2 separate regions of the Mus musculus genome follow, and region 1 is linked to region 2. A link is a contact called in public Hi-C data. All regions are on one chromosome and are shown on one strand. Each heading gives the region's core, a stretch centred on a gene start, on an enhancer-like site or on the middle of the called end of the contact. The rest is flanking DNA. Distances are from core to core; before and after follow the strand shown.

What was found. A called contact is a pair of places that touch in the nucleus more often than the background predicts.
Region 1: a contact with region 2 is called in a Hi-C map of cortical neurons, with 5 times the contacts expected there. The contact joins the promoter of Krt6a here to the enhancer-like site in region 2. A contact is called at or near these places in 16 of 39 promoter capture datasets (3T3-L1-derived adipocytes, the C10 cell line, the HPC-7 cell line and 9 more), 2 of 15 datasets of contacts at CTCF or cohesin (CD8 T cells and stem cell-derived epiblast-like cells), 29 of 484 Hi-C or Micro-C datasets (LSK cells, Sertoli cells, adipose-derived mesenchymal stem cells and 15 more), 1 of 115 datasets of contacts at active chromatin or transcription factors (embryonic stem cells) and 2 of 9 other capture datasets (embryonic stem cells and liver).

The regions. Positions count from the first base shown.
Region 1 is chr15:101,692,338-101,698,562 of GRCm38.p6, reverse strand. Krt6a (keratin 6A) reads left to right here and starts at 4,258. Exons shown (of 9, transcript NM_008476.3): 1 at 4,258-4,821; 2 at 5,386-5,600; 3 at 5,769-5,829; 4 at 5,987-6,082; 5 at 6,211-6,225. The coding sequence starts at 4,315.
Region 2 is chr15:101,335,909-101,342,089 of GRCm38.p6, reverse strand. No RefSeq gene overlaps it. Among named protein-coding and RNA genes, the nearest start is that of Gm35853, 20 kb to the left of the region's middle. Within about 2 kb of position 2,354, at least 46 of the 459 cell types and tissues checked have an H3K27ac peak or open chromatin away from gene starts, as enhancers often do. A contact at or near this core is called in cortical neurons, epidermal suprabasal cells and uterus, where this site is marked.

The sequences.
Region 1 (6,225 bases), core at 3,009-5,508, 350 kb before region 2:
ATGTCTCTCTTTGTGTGTGTGTGTCTTTCTGTCCATCTCTGTGTGTGTCTGTCTGTCTCTGTGTACGTGTGTCTGTCTCTCTCTCTGTGATTGTCTCTCTCTGTGTGTCTGTCTTTCTCTCTGTGTCTGTATCTCTCTGTGTCTGTCTCTCTCTCTATGTCTCTGTGTGTATGTGAGTGATGTGTGTATGCGTCTCTCTCTCTCCTTGTATATATCTCTTTGTGTGTGTGTGTGTGTCTTTCTGTCCATCTCTCTCTGTGTGTCTGTCTCTCTGTGTCTGTTTGTATCTCTGTGTGTGTACATGTGTGTCTGTCTTTCTTTCTGTGTTTGTCTCTCTCTGTGTGTCTCTCTGTGTGTCTCTGTGTGTATGTGAGTGGTGTGTATGTGTGTGTGATTTTTTCTACAAGGAGACTGAAGTTTAGTGTGTATCAGGTGTTGTGACTTCCTGATACACTTGGTGTGTAACATCATCCCACCCCTGGGACTGCTCATCCCACCCCTGGGACTGCTGGCTCTGTTCTCACATGTGCCTGCAGCTGCATGTGTGTGTCTTTCTCTTGGATACTCCTGAAGGATCGGCTGTGGGATTCCCTGGGAACAGCATCATCTGCCCTGTGGTTTGTGGGATTATGTGCTTACTCTTAAGCTTTCCATGATCGTCAACGGGCTCCACCCAGGGAGGCTGAAAGACAAGGCAAATCATCTTGAGGCGACTTTCCCTGAGCCTAGGCTCCAACACCTCCCTTGTACCCACCTTCGTGCTGGGAACAAAGTGAGCAGTGCAGGCTACCCTCTGGCCAAGAACAGGGCATTCTACATTCCATGGCCACCAGAGGCAGCTGCGGGCTGGACTCTCTTTCAGCACAGAAAAGAGGCTGGCTTCAGCAGCTTGCCAGGGAGGAGGCATCTGCCGCTGAGTTACTCATGCCAATGCTTCTCCCCCACATATTTGCCTGAACTATCACCCTTTGTTCTCATCTTATTAGGAAAGGTCCTCACCTGGCTCCTCTGGGAAACAGAACTGCTTGGGGTGACACTGTGGGGCATGACTCAGGGCCACCAGGGAGAGCTCAGGCAAGTCTTTATCCATTCAGGAGTCCCTATTGCTTAGAAGCCCCGTGGCTAATAAAGCAGGGAGGGGGTGAAATCAGGTGTGTTGGCACAGGCCTTTAAGACCAGCATTGTGAGTCCAAGGCTAGCCTGGTCTACATGGAGAGATCTAGGCCAGCCTGGTCTACATAGCTTTAGATCAGCCAAGGCTACATAGTGAGCACCTGGTTTTTTGTTCTTTGTTTGCTTAAGGAAGGGGTTAAGACTGGAGTCTAGGAAGAGAGAGAAACAGCCCAGTCCTGTCAGACAATGAGAGCATGAAGGGCAAAAGAGCCAAGTGTGAGCTTATCCTTGAAGGCTTGTGGGGCTGAGAATAATCAGAAACGGAGCTCCTGGTGTGTGCACACATGTGTAAGTATGCACGCACTCATGCATGTGTCTCCTCCTGGAGCCTCCTCTCAGTCTTAAAGCCCTCACCATTGCCCAAGAGCCTCTCAGATAAGGTCACTGGAACTGGTTCTCAGAGAGCTCCCTACCAGTTGACCAAGGAGATTTGACTTAAATGTTTTAAACAAATTACCTTATTCTAATTAGCTTACCACTAGAGACATCATACAGCCAGTTTAAGGGAACCACTCAAACACTTGCCCCACCAATGGGATTTTACATTAGAATATGCCTTATCCATCGACCAACAGGAAAGACTGTGTCTGGAAATCAAACGACACTTTATACTTCCAGTGCTATTTGGAGTATATGCCAAGCCTGTGGTCAGATATAAGGCTGGAGTTAAACCAAACTTCGACAGGCTCAGGGACTAAAAGTAAGGTTCCTGATGCAACTAAAGGACACAAGTTATTTGAGGGTACCACCATAAAAAATACAAAGTGATGTCGTTGCCAGGTTAGTGGCAGCGTGTCCCCCCACACCCGAAGAGACAGAGACCCAGCAGAGGATAAGCAGGTATCTTGGCTCCAAAGGAGGGACTGTAGCCTATTGGGGCTGTGCCACACCCAAGTTCTCTGACCACACAACACAGCTTCTGCAGGCAGTAGGGTGGGTGACCTGTCAGCTGCATCGATGGTGAGTGCAGGGACATCCAGGTTCTCGCTAAATATGGGACAAACTTGCAATAATGACTTTGTTTCTCCCACTGTCCTCCAAGCCCCACCCCCAACCCCACCCCCACACACATATATGCTGTACCTGTGTTCTAGTTCCTGAAACTTCTCGTGGATTTCTACAAATCAGACTTCTTCAAGCTCCCTTTTAATGGTGATAATAGCTTATCCTCACTGAGAACGTCTGTGTCAGATACCATTCCAAGACCCTCATGGGAAGGAACTTTCTCATCTCAGCTTCACAACACTGTCCAATTTCCCATCTTGTGTATGGACGTAAGAGTAAGCACAAATGGTTGGTCCAGCAGTTTGCATATGAGCACAGGAGAACCTGCTCTGTCTGACCCCGGGGCTCAAGCTCTGTACCAGGGTTGGCAAAGGATTTCCTTGAAGGAAAATGTATAGGGAATTCTCTTGGCTTTGCATATTAGTCTTGGTTGCCATGGTGTGGAGCAGTTAGAGACACTGAAATAGCCACACACTAGGAAAGGGGGATGCCACGTGCTTCATCAACTGGCTTCCTCACCTTGCAGCCCTGCCACACCCAGGGCCCCTAACTCGGGAGAGTAGAGAATCGGAGCTCCAAACCACGAGGGCACTTGTTTCCCAGAACTGGGTGGAAGCACATTCTTGGTGAAGAATTGTGCAACAGGGTGGAGGGAGGGCAGCTGTTTCCGTTGTCTGAGGAAGGTATCTCTCTCCTGTCAGACGCTGAGTTAGCACCTTTGAGGGGTAGGGAGCTTCCTACCTTCCTGGATGCTGGATCCCAGTGTGTCTGAGAACTGCAATTGAATTCAAAACAGGACCTTACACAGGTACTGCTCAGTGTGGGAGTTAGCCTTTCCTCCCACAGCAGCGTCTCCAGCTACATCTTCTCAGGGAACAACACGCCTAGAATTGTTCTGTTTCCTTCACGCATGGTTCCTAACATGTAGACTGGAAAAAGTGAATCTCACTCCCCTGGAAAGCAAGCTTTCCTTTGAAATTTGGCTTTTCAAGAAGCGAGACTAGAAAAATAAATTGCTATCTGACTTATGAAATCACCACACCTGTAAGGGCACATCTCAGTGATTCATTGCTGGCCTCCAGGCCCCTCGACTTTCTCTGCACATCCTACTAACATTTTCAGATTCCTGATCCCTAAGAAGTGTCCAAATCGATGGTTAAAAAAATAGTTACAAAAAAGCCTGGGAACCTGTGGTCCTGATTATTTGGGGTTCTAAGGTTTAAGTGCCAAGGAAACATCTTAACGCACCAGAGGAGGGTGCCTATGAATGTAACTGTGGAATAAGGATGGCATAAGGAAACATTGTAACAGAGGACAGTGTCTGTGAATGAGAATGTGGAATGACTACTTTACTCAAGAATCAGACTGATGGGAAAGCAAACAGCGAGGAGGGAGGCGCCGGCTGGGGCAGAGCACCTGCGGAGGTCAGGTGCTGTCTGCCTCTGTCCTCAGGGAAGAGTCAAGTGAAGCTGAACACTTCAGACACAGACAATGTTAGTCTTACAGTGGAAAAAAATCAACTGCTCTCCTCTGACCTTAGAGGGGAGGGTTATATAGGCATCGAGCCCCTCCTGGCCATCTCAAACCATCTGGAAGGGCAGCTGAGCGCTAGACAATTAGTTCCATGCAGCAGGCAATTTCCAGAATGGGATGTTAGGCAAATGCATGTATGGCTTCAGGGAGAGACTTAGTGGCTGGGGAGGGAGGAGCAGGTGGAAGGGAAAACCTGTGTGGTGAGGGGGCACACAGGGAGTGTCTACATGGGCAGAAGGAAGGGACAATTATCACAGATCAGCTCCTTGTCTCTTTTGTTTGAGAAGATGACTAACTCATGACTTAAGAGAATTTACGTCCTGGCTCATTGTGTTCAGATCAAGTCAAGGCTGGAAGGCAGGAGAATTTGCTCCGTGACTAAAGGAATCCAAAAGCAATCTTCATGTATCATACCTTTCTAGAACTTGGGGGTGATCTCATTATTTGTAAAGCCCTGCCCTACCCACTCTGCAAGCTCACCATCAGGACCCAACCCAGCCCATCTGTACCATATATAAGCGGCTGCCCAGAGCTCAACACACTCATCTCTTCAGCTCTGCCCTGCCGTTTCTCTACTTCCCAGCCTTCTCATCTCCAGGAACCATGTCTACCAAAACCACCATCAAAAGTCAAACCAGCCACCGTGGCTACAGTGCCAGCTCAGCCAGAGTGCCTGGGCTCAACCGCTCTGGCTTCAGCAGTGTGTCCGTGTGCCGCTCCCGGGGCAGCGGTGGCTCCAGTGCAATGTGTGGAGGAGCTGGCTTTGGCAGCAGGAGCCTCTATGGTGTGGGGAGCTCCAAGAGGATCTCCATCGGAGGGGGCAGCTGTGGCATTGGAGGAGGCTATGGCAGCCGATTTGGAGGAAGCTTCGGCATTGGAGGTGGAGCTGGTAGTGGCTTTGGCTTCGGTGGTGGAGCTGGCTTTGGTGGTGGCTATGGGGGAGCTGGCTTCCCGGTGTGCCCACCTGGAGGCATCCAAGAGGTCACCATCAACCAGAGCCTCCTCACACCCCTGAACCTGCAAATTGACCCCACCATCCAGCGGGTCAGGACTGAGGAGAGGGAGCAGATCAAGACCCTCAACAACAAGTTTGCCTCCTTCATCGACAAGGTGAGACATGGTCCTCCCTAGAGCAGCCTGTGTGTCTACAGGGAATGCTGAACAGAGGTGGAGGGAAGAGGCTTCAGTCTCAGCTCTGATACTGCCTGTGTTGCTAGTTGATGCTCTGTCCTGGTTTGTGTTCCTCTTCAGTTAGACTGGCATCTGGAAATCAGGGTCAGCGTTCCTCTCCTCCAGAGGTTGCCCTATAAGGGTGTCTGGTCCCAGTGGACTGAGATGACTTAAAGACTCACAAAACAGGCTTGTAGGGAAATGGAAGATTATAACTATGTATAGTGCAGTTGGGAGGCATGCCAGCCTCACTAAGCTGCAGCACACTTCATCAAGCCATGGCTAACCTGCCAGTGCCCTACATGAGTTCTCTGCCCTCCTTAGAGAGGTGGCATTGGGTGCTTCAGTCTGGACTGTTTCCCTCAGACCCAGGGTCAGGGTCTAACTACACTGAATGAGTTTAGTCAGACAGCCTGAGAGGGTACACACACTAGTGAAGTGTTCATAGAAGGATGAAACCCAAACTTCTCCCCCTCATACTTGCCCCCCCCCCGCCCCCACCAGGTGCGGTTCCTGGAGCAGCAGAACAAGGTCCTGGACACCAAGTGGGCCCTGCTGCAAGAGCAGGGCACCAAGACCGTGAGGCAGAACCTGGAGCCTATGTTTGAGCAGTACATCAGCAACCTCCGCAGACAGCTGGACAGCATCATTGGAGAGAGGGGTCGCCTGGACTCAGAGCTGAGGAACATGCAGGACACAGTGGAGGACTACAAGAGCAAGTGAGTTACAAAGAAGGGAGAATCCAGTCTCCGGACTTTATAAAAATGGAAGCCCAAATCTAAACAAGGGCTCCATGATGTAAGAAAGCTTGGTCACATCTGGGACAGAGGCTGCCATTGATACCATCCACCCCGTGGCTCCAATATAGTGCACCTTTCCTCTTGTAGATATGAAGATGAAATCAACAAGCGCACAGCAGCAGAGAATGAATTCGTGACCCTGAAGAAGGTGAGTTGACTAACCACAAGGATGGGTTTCTCTGCGGAATGACATAAAAGGCCTTGTATATCTGCGTCATTCCAGAGAAATGGTGGTTACAGGGAAAGAAGTGAACGGTCTGGGGAAGAGAGGTAACCTGATTCCATGTTCTTGATGGTTTTCTCAGGATGTAGATGCTGCCTACATGAACAAAGTTGAACTGCAAGCCAAGGCAGACAGTCTAACAGATGATATCAACTTCTTGAGAGCTCTCTATGAAGCAGTAAGCCCCCCTTGTCTTCTCTTCTCCTTTCCATTCACCACTCCCTTTATTTTTTTCCCCCTGGGCAAAGTGTTTGACCTCTGCAGTTCTCAAAGACAAAGATGACCATGGCTCTTTCTGTCCTGCAGGAACTGTCTCAGATG
Region 2 (6,181 bases), core at 1,105-3,604:
AGGGCCAGAGAAATGACCCAGCCCCTCCTCTTTCCTTCTGGCACAGTCACCCAGGCTGCTCCCCAGTAGAAAAAGGTTGACCAGCCCAGACAACCAGCACAGCGGCCACCACTGCCCTCTCCTGGCAGAGGCAAAACCAACACATCTCTGGAGCCTCCAGGAAAGAGGCAGAAAGAAAGCAGCTAGGGATGTCTTTGGAAGTGCTAAATGCCAGCCTCAGACCTACATATACTTGGCTCCAATTTTAGACCTCAGTTCTGAGAGTCACTCAGGACCGATGCCCCTTTCCTTCCTGCGCTGTTTCCTCCCCAACACCATCCACTGAATGGCTGCCACAGCGCCCAGTGGCTGCGGTGGTATAACTCACATGAAACCCTTCCCCTGCTCATCTGCTTCCTCAGCATCAGGTCTAGAGTAACATCACCACCACCCCCCATGGACACCCCATTCCAAGAAACCACCCAACTGTCTGCAACTCCACTGCCCCTGTTCCCTGGATCCCTTTCTTTTGCTTTAGACAAAATAAGGGATCATGCTGATCTCTTTCTTGTGCTTTGGTTGGTATCCAGACAAAATAAGGGGCCGTGCTAGATCGGACCTGGTGCCCACTCCACATGAGAGAATTTACATCTGGTACCGAAAACTCAGTCAGAAGCCTGTGGCCAAAGAAGTCATAGACTCTAGTAGAGAAACCATTGCTGTTGGTTTGCTAAATGGACATGGTGTGCCCAAGAATGGCCATCTAAATAACTACATCTGTGCCCAGAGAATACTGCTCCTGTCCACTCTAGTCAGAGAAGCTTCTTTTTGCAATGATCAGCCATAGTTGTGAAGATTGATGCCTGGTCAAGAACAGAGAGAAGAAATGACCATCGGATACCCATGCATAAATGGGACGTCTGTATCATCCAGACCCCAGGGAACATCCTTCCGAAGCCCAGGGAACATCTTGGGGGGGGGGAAGAAGTAGAAGGAACGTAAGAGCCTGGGGAAGTTGGGGAATTGGGGTGAGGTGCTGACTTCCTGGCGTGACGTGGCTGCTGTGCTTATGAACTCACACCAGCTGTGACTGGCTACCTGCACAGAGACAGCATAGGATTAGGCCCCTCAAGATCCCGTCATAAACCTGGATGTGATGTCACATGCCCTCCATCTCAGCACTAGGGAGGCAGAGGCAATCTTTGTGTTGAGACCAGCCTGGTCTAGATAGCTAGTTCCAGGCCAACCGAGGCTACACAGTGAAACCCTGGCTCATAAAAGGGGAGGTGATCTGGAAGTGGAAGGGAAGCTACCTGAGAAGAAAAATATAATCAAAATCAATACATGTGTGAAAATGTGATGAAACCCATCGTTATGTATGATTAATGTGTGCTGATAAAAAAGCATTTTAAAGGAGAAACCACACTTGGGATTTCCCACAGAGAGCTAATGGGGGGTTGGCTAAGACACAAAAGAGAAAGGGGAACACCTGTCACTCTCTGGGGATTAGGAAGCCCAGAAAGTCACCCTAGAACTGAAGGAGGCAGGCTCGAGCAGGGAGAACCTGTGGTGCTTTCTGGACTTGAAGGCATGGGACTAGAGAAAGCACGGCTGAATATCAAAGGCTATATGACATTCTGACAAGGTATCCGACTCTGGATCTGCAGGGGAAAGGGCAAGGGTTACACAGCTGTCCTAGGAGGAATGTGGGTGATGTCTCCAGGTCCCTTGCCAGAGCCTCTGCTCAGAAATAAAAGATCACCCCTCCTCTGCTGGCTTGCTTCCATTTTTTTTTTAAGCTTTCAGGGTGTCTGCTAAGATATCTGAGTCTGATGGCTGTCACAGTAGCCACTTAATTTCTGCCCAAAGGAAAGCAAACAGAGCCAAGGTACAAACACCCCAACTCCCAGACTTTAGGGTCAGCACAGCTAAGACACAGAGAAGTCACTCAGTCTCTGTCTCTCTGTCTCTGTCTCTCTGTCTGTCTTTCACACACACACACACACACACACACACACAACACATACACACACGTGCACACACATCTGTGTCTCTCTCTTCCTCCCTCTTCCCCCTCCCCCTCTCCCTCCCCTCCCCCTTTTTCTCTCTGTCTCTCTCTGTTTCTCTCTCACACACATACACACACACACACACACACACACACGCACACACGCACACATCTGTGTCCCTTTGTCTCTCTCTCTGTGTCTCTCTCTGTCTCTGTCTTTCTCTCTCTTTCTCTCACACACACATACACAGCACACACACACACACACACACAACACAAACACACACAGCACAGAGCCAGTCCTACCCTCCTTTCACCTGCCTTCCTTTGTGGCTCTATCTACAATCTGCAGGCTCCGAGCGCCCCCTGCTGTCCATTGTCACATCTATACCAGCACACTGAACAGTGAGCCCTTACCTTAGGGACTGGGACAACACCCTACTTATGTGAGCCACAGAAGAGGCTTAGCACCATTTGGGGTTCCCTTCTCCCCTCCACTGCCTCCAGTACAGAGGTGGATTGCCTGGCAGAGATCTGTGCTGAGAGCCACAGGTGCCCTGACTCTGGGCCCCCTGTAGGGTCATAGGAGAATTGTCCCAAGTTCTGAGGTTGAACCCTAAGAGAGAAATAAAGGGGCCAGGTTCAGGGCTCCTTAATGGAGTCTATTACAGATCTCTGTCCCTGGTTGGAGGTTGAGAAACCCCCTTTCTTCTTCACATCTGGCATTTCTTGCCCAAGCTGTGGACTCCCGAAGGCTCCTGTGCCGTCTACAAGGCTGTCACAAACCCATGTGGCACCAGCCTGATAGTCCTTCCATGAAACATATTAAGGTATTCCACTTGTGTCCAGAGCCAAGAAGGGAGAGAAGGCACATGGGCTGACAGGGAGGTTGAGAGAACCACATGGCACAGTACACACACATCACACATTTGCACTAGTGAATATAGACATGCATTGCACACATGTATACACACGCATACACAAACATATGCATTTGGGCTTTATGGGTCATATAAGTGTATACATCTTAATGGAGGCATCCTACAGACACCGGCCACCAGCATAGCAACCATCTCTGCAAATGTGTGCACATACCCTGGTCACTGCTCACATGCACACATCCCAAAAGTGCTGAAATGATTCCACAGTGAGACGGAACTAAATTTGAAGCCTGATTTTGCCCTTGCCCTTGCCCTTGGGCTTGTACAACTTTCAGAGTCTCAGTTTCCCCATCTTTGAAAATGGGTACTAAGGTTACCTGCATCCAGGGCTATAGGGACTGAAGAGGATAATGTGTGTGGTTGGCCAGGTACAGCACAAATGTTCTGTGACTGACAGAACACATCCCAGGCCTGTTTGTGACAGGATTGGAAAGGGACAAGAATGGTCCCTATCTATGATTTGAAACACTGTGGCCTCAACCTAGGTATACACGTGACCAGGAGCACGCACACACTGGGGGCACTTGTGTGTTTCCACTGTTTATTGAGGCTGCTTAGCTACCGCTGTGCTTAGAGCCCATGAAGCCCAACCCTCTGGTGCCTGTTGGGACAGGACCTGGCTGGATTCTAGCATTCCTGCTGCCTCCACTTCCTCTTGGTCACAGACAAGGAGTGCAAACTAGACAGCTTAGGGATCATTTAATCCCTAGGCCACAAAAGGCTTTACTTTGATACATTGTGGCCTTGGCGTGAGACTTGGGGAGCCTAGGATACATTGTGGCCTTGGTGTGAGACTTGGGGAGCATAGGGTTCTCCTGAGGACTCTACGGCCTGCTCACCCCCTCCCTGTTTGCACAAGCTGCATATGCTAAGACCATAGCTCTGTTGAAGCAAAGCTCTGGGGTCCAAGCACATATCCTCCCAATACCCTATGGCCTATGGCAGAGGAAAGGAGTTCTTTGTCCTGTGTCAAGAGGAAAAGGACCATGGTTCATGTGCTGACACAGAGCCACAGAGCCATCAAGCCAGTCACAAGGTCTATGGGGCTTCAAGGCCACCCCCTGGAGGCTTTATATCAGTCACAACACTCCCAACACACCAGGTCCCAAATGACTTGTCGGAGACCCTCCCCTAATGCTCTGACAGGCATGATGGCATGCCCAGCACCTCTTCATCTGTCCTCTGAAGTAAACGGACCACAAGATAGCCAGTACTACCCTCATTGGTCCATCTCCCTCTATAAATGAGCAAGGCCACCTCACCTTAACTGGGCAACCTCACCTTAACTCTAGGGCACAGCCCTCCTTCGAGGGGTGACATCCCAGAACCATGAGTGTACCCTGCCTGCTCATCTTAAGAGAGAATCTGAAGGCCAGGCAGAGAAAGGGCCTAAGCCACACAGCTTAGAAGCAGTAGAAGCAGGCTGACCAAACCCCATTAGCAGACAAAGGTAGACCTCTCCCTCTGAGCTTTGTTAAGTACACTGCCCAGCTGGTGAAATGGGAGAAAAATGGGGAGAGGGGCCATGTACCCTAAATTCATGGAACTCCCTCTCCTGGAAGGAGCAGCTCTCCAGGGCCAACCTGAGAAATAACAGAGTCCCTTCTGGAACTTCCCAGCAGGTTGGTGGATCAGGGGGAAGCATTATCGCAGCCAGCCATGGATCTGGGTAATGACATTACACCTGCCTACCATGGGAGACAGAAATAGGGAACAGTACTGGCACAGGATCTAGTTCAGGCCCCTACCTGGAGGAACTCCAGCCTCAGTTTACCCAGCTGTCAAATGAAGATAACATTTGTGCTCCCCTCTGGCCACCACACTATGCTACCTAAGATTGCTCTTTAGTTTGAGTCTCTACCTCCAAAGGCCTGGTGGGTGCCTGCCCATAGCCACTCTGGCTCAGCCCTGCAGGCCAAGAGCAGAGAAAAGCAGGGGCCTGGGTAAGCATTCCTCAGGCCCCTCTAGCCTGCTCCCAGCTTCCTTTTAGAGCCTCCAGATAGGAAAGGCCAGACCAGCTTACCAGCACAGACCAAGGTTTCTGTTTCAATACAGTCCAGTTCTCTACCCCCAGCCTGAAAACCACAGCCCACGGAAGGAAGGAGGATTAAGACACTACGAAAGGACCCTTTGTAAGGAGCTGAGCATGGACGGAAGCACAGACAAGCCTTTTTTCTCCTGATTAGCACAACCGCAGCCAGGATCGTGACCCTCTTAACAGGAAGAAACTGAGGCCGGAAATATGGGAGGCTTCAAAAGCAGTAAGGGCATGACTCATGCCTCCAGGATTCCTTCCCATAGAGAAGCCACCAACTAAAACAGTGAGCCAGAGACCCTGACAGAGTCGGGGTGCTAAGCCTCAGGTACCCCTGTGGGGGCATGGCAGAGGGCAGGTCCCGGGGCGGAGCTTGCAACCTCTGTTCCTGTAGACACCTGGTATCCACCTGCGGTGGTCCGCGTGCCTGGGCAGGGAGGCTGCTCAGGGCGGCCCAGACTGGGCAAGATGGGACGGGACAGGACGGGACTGGACGCGACGCGGGCGGTGCCGCCACATCTGAGCACAGCATTCCAGGGCACCGCGCCCGGGACAAGGAAGGAGCTTCCCAAAGCTGAAATGGAACCTCCCCTTGCAGGCTGCTATGGACCTGAGAGTCTCAGCACAAGAAGGAGGATGCTACCTGTACCCCAGTCCCAGAGAGCCTCCCCTGGTCCCACCACCCTCATCAATCACTCATTAGACAGTTCCTGCTGGTCGGGAGGTGGGAAGGATGAATACAGGAGCTTACAAAGGCATTCCTTGACCTCTACCCTCTTACCTGCCAAGGTTCTTAGTCTCCACCCTCACTGCCCCCTACTCACCCACCACACTAGCCACGATGTCTCCACTACCCTACTATGGCTCAGGGAAACCTTTTGCCCAGGAGGCGGCCAGTACTGATCCCTGACCCTCATCCACTTCAAACTCACTAGTGAGGCTCCTCCTTCCCCCACCCTCACACACAACCCTGACAGGTCTTCCCCATAGGTCCTTTGGGTCCTGGCCCTAGACCCTCCAACACCTCTCAGATAAGCAGATCCAAACTCTGTGTGAACAAAGAGAACTTTATAAGCGATCAGCCAGCACCTCAGCCCTGGGCCTTCCCAGTTTCCCATTCACACACACAGAGGTCTACATATTCTCCCATGCATGTGTGCATGGATACACACATACACACACACACACACACACACACCCTTGATATCCCCCAATCCT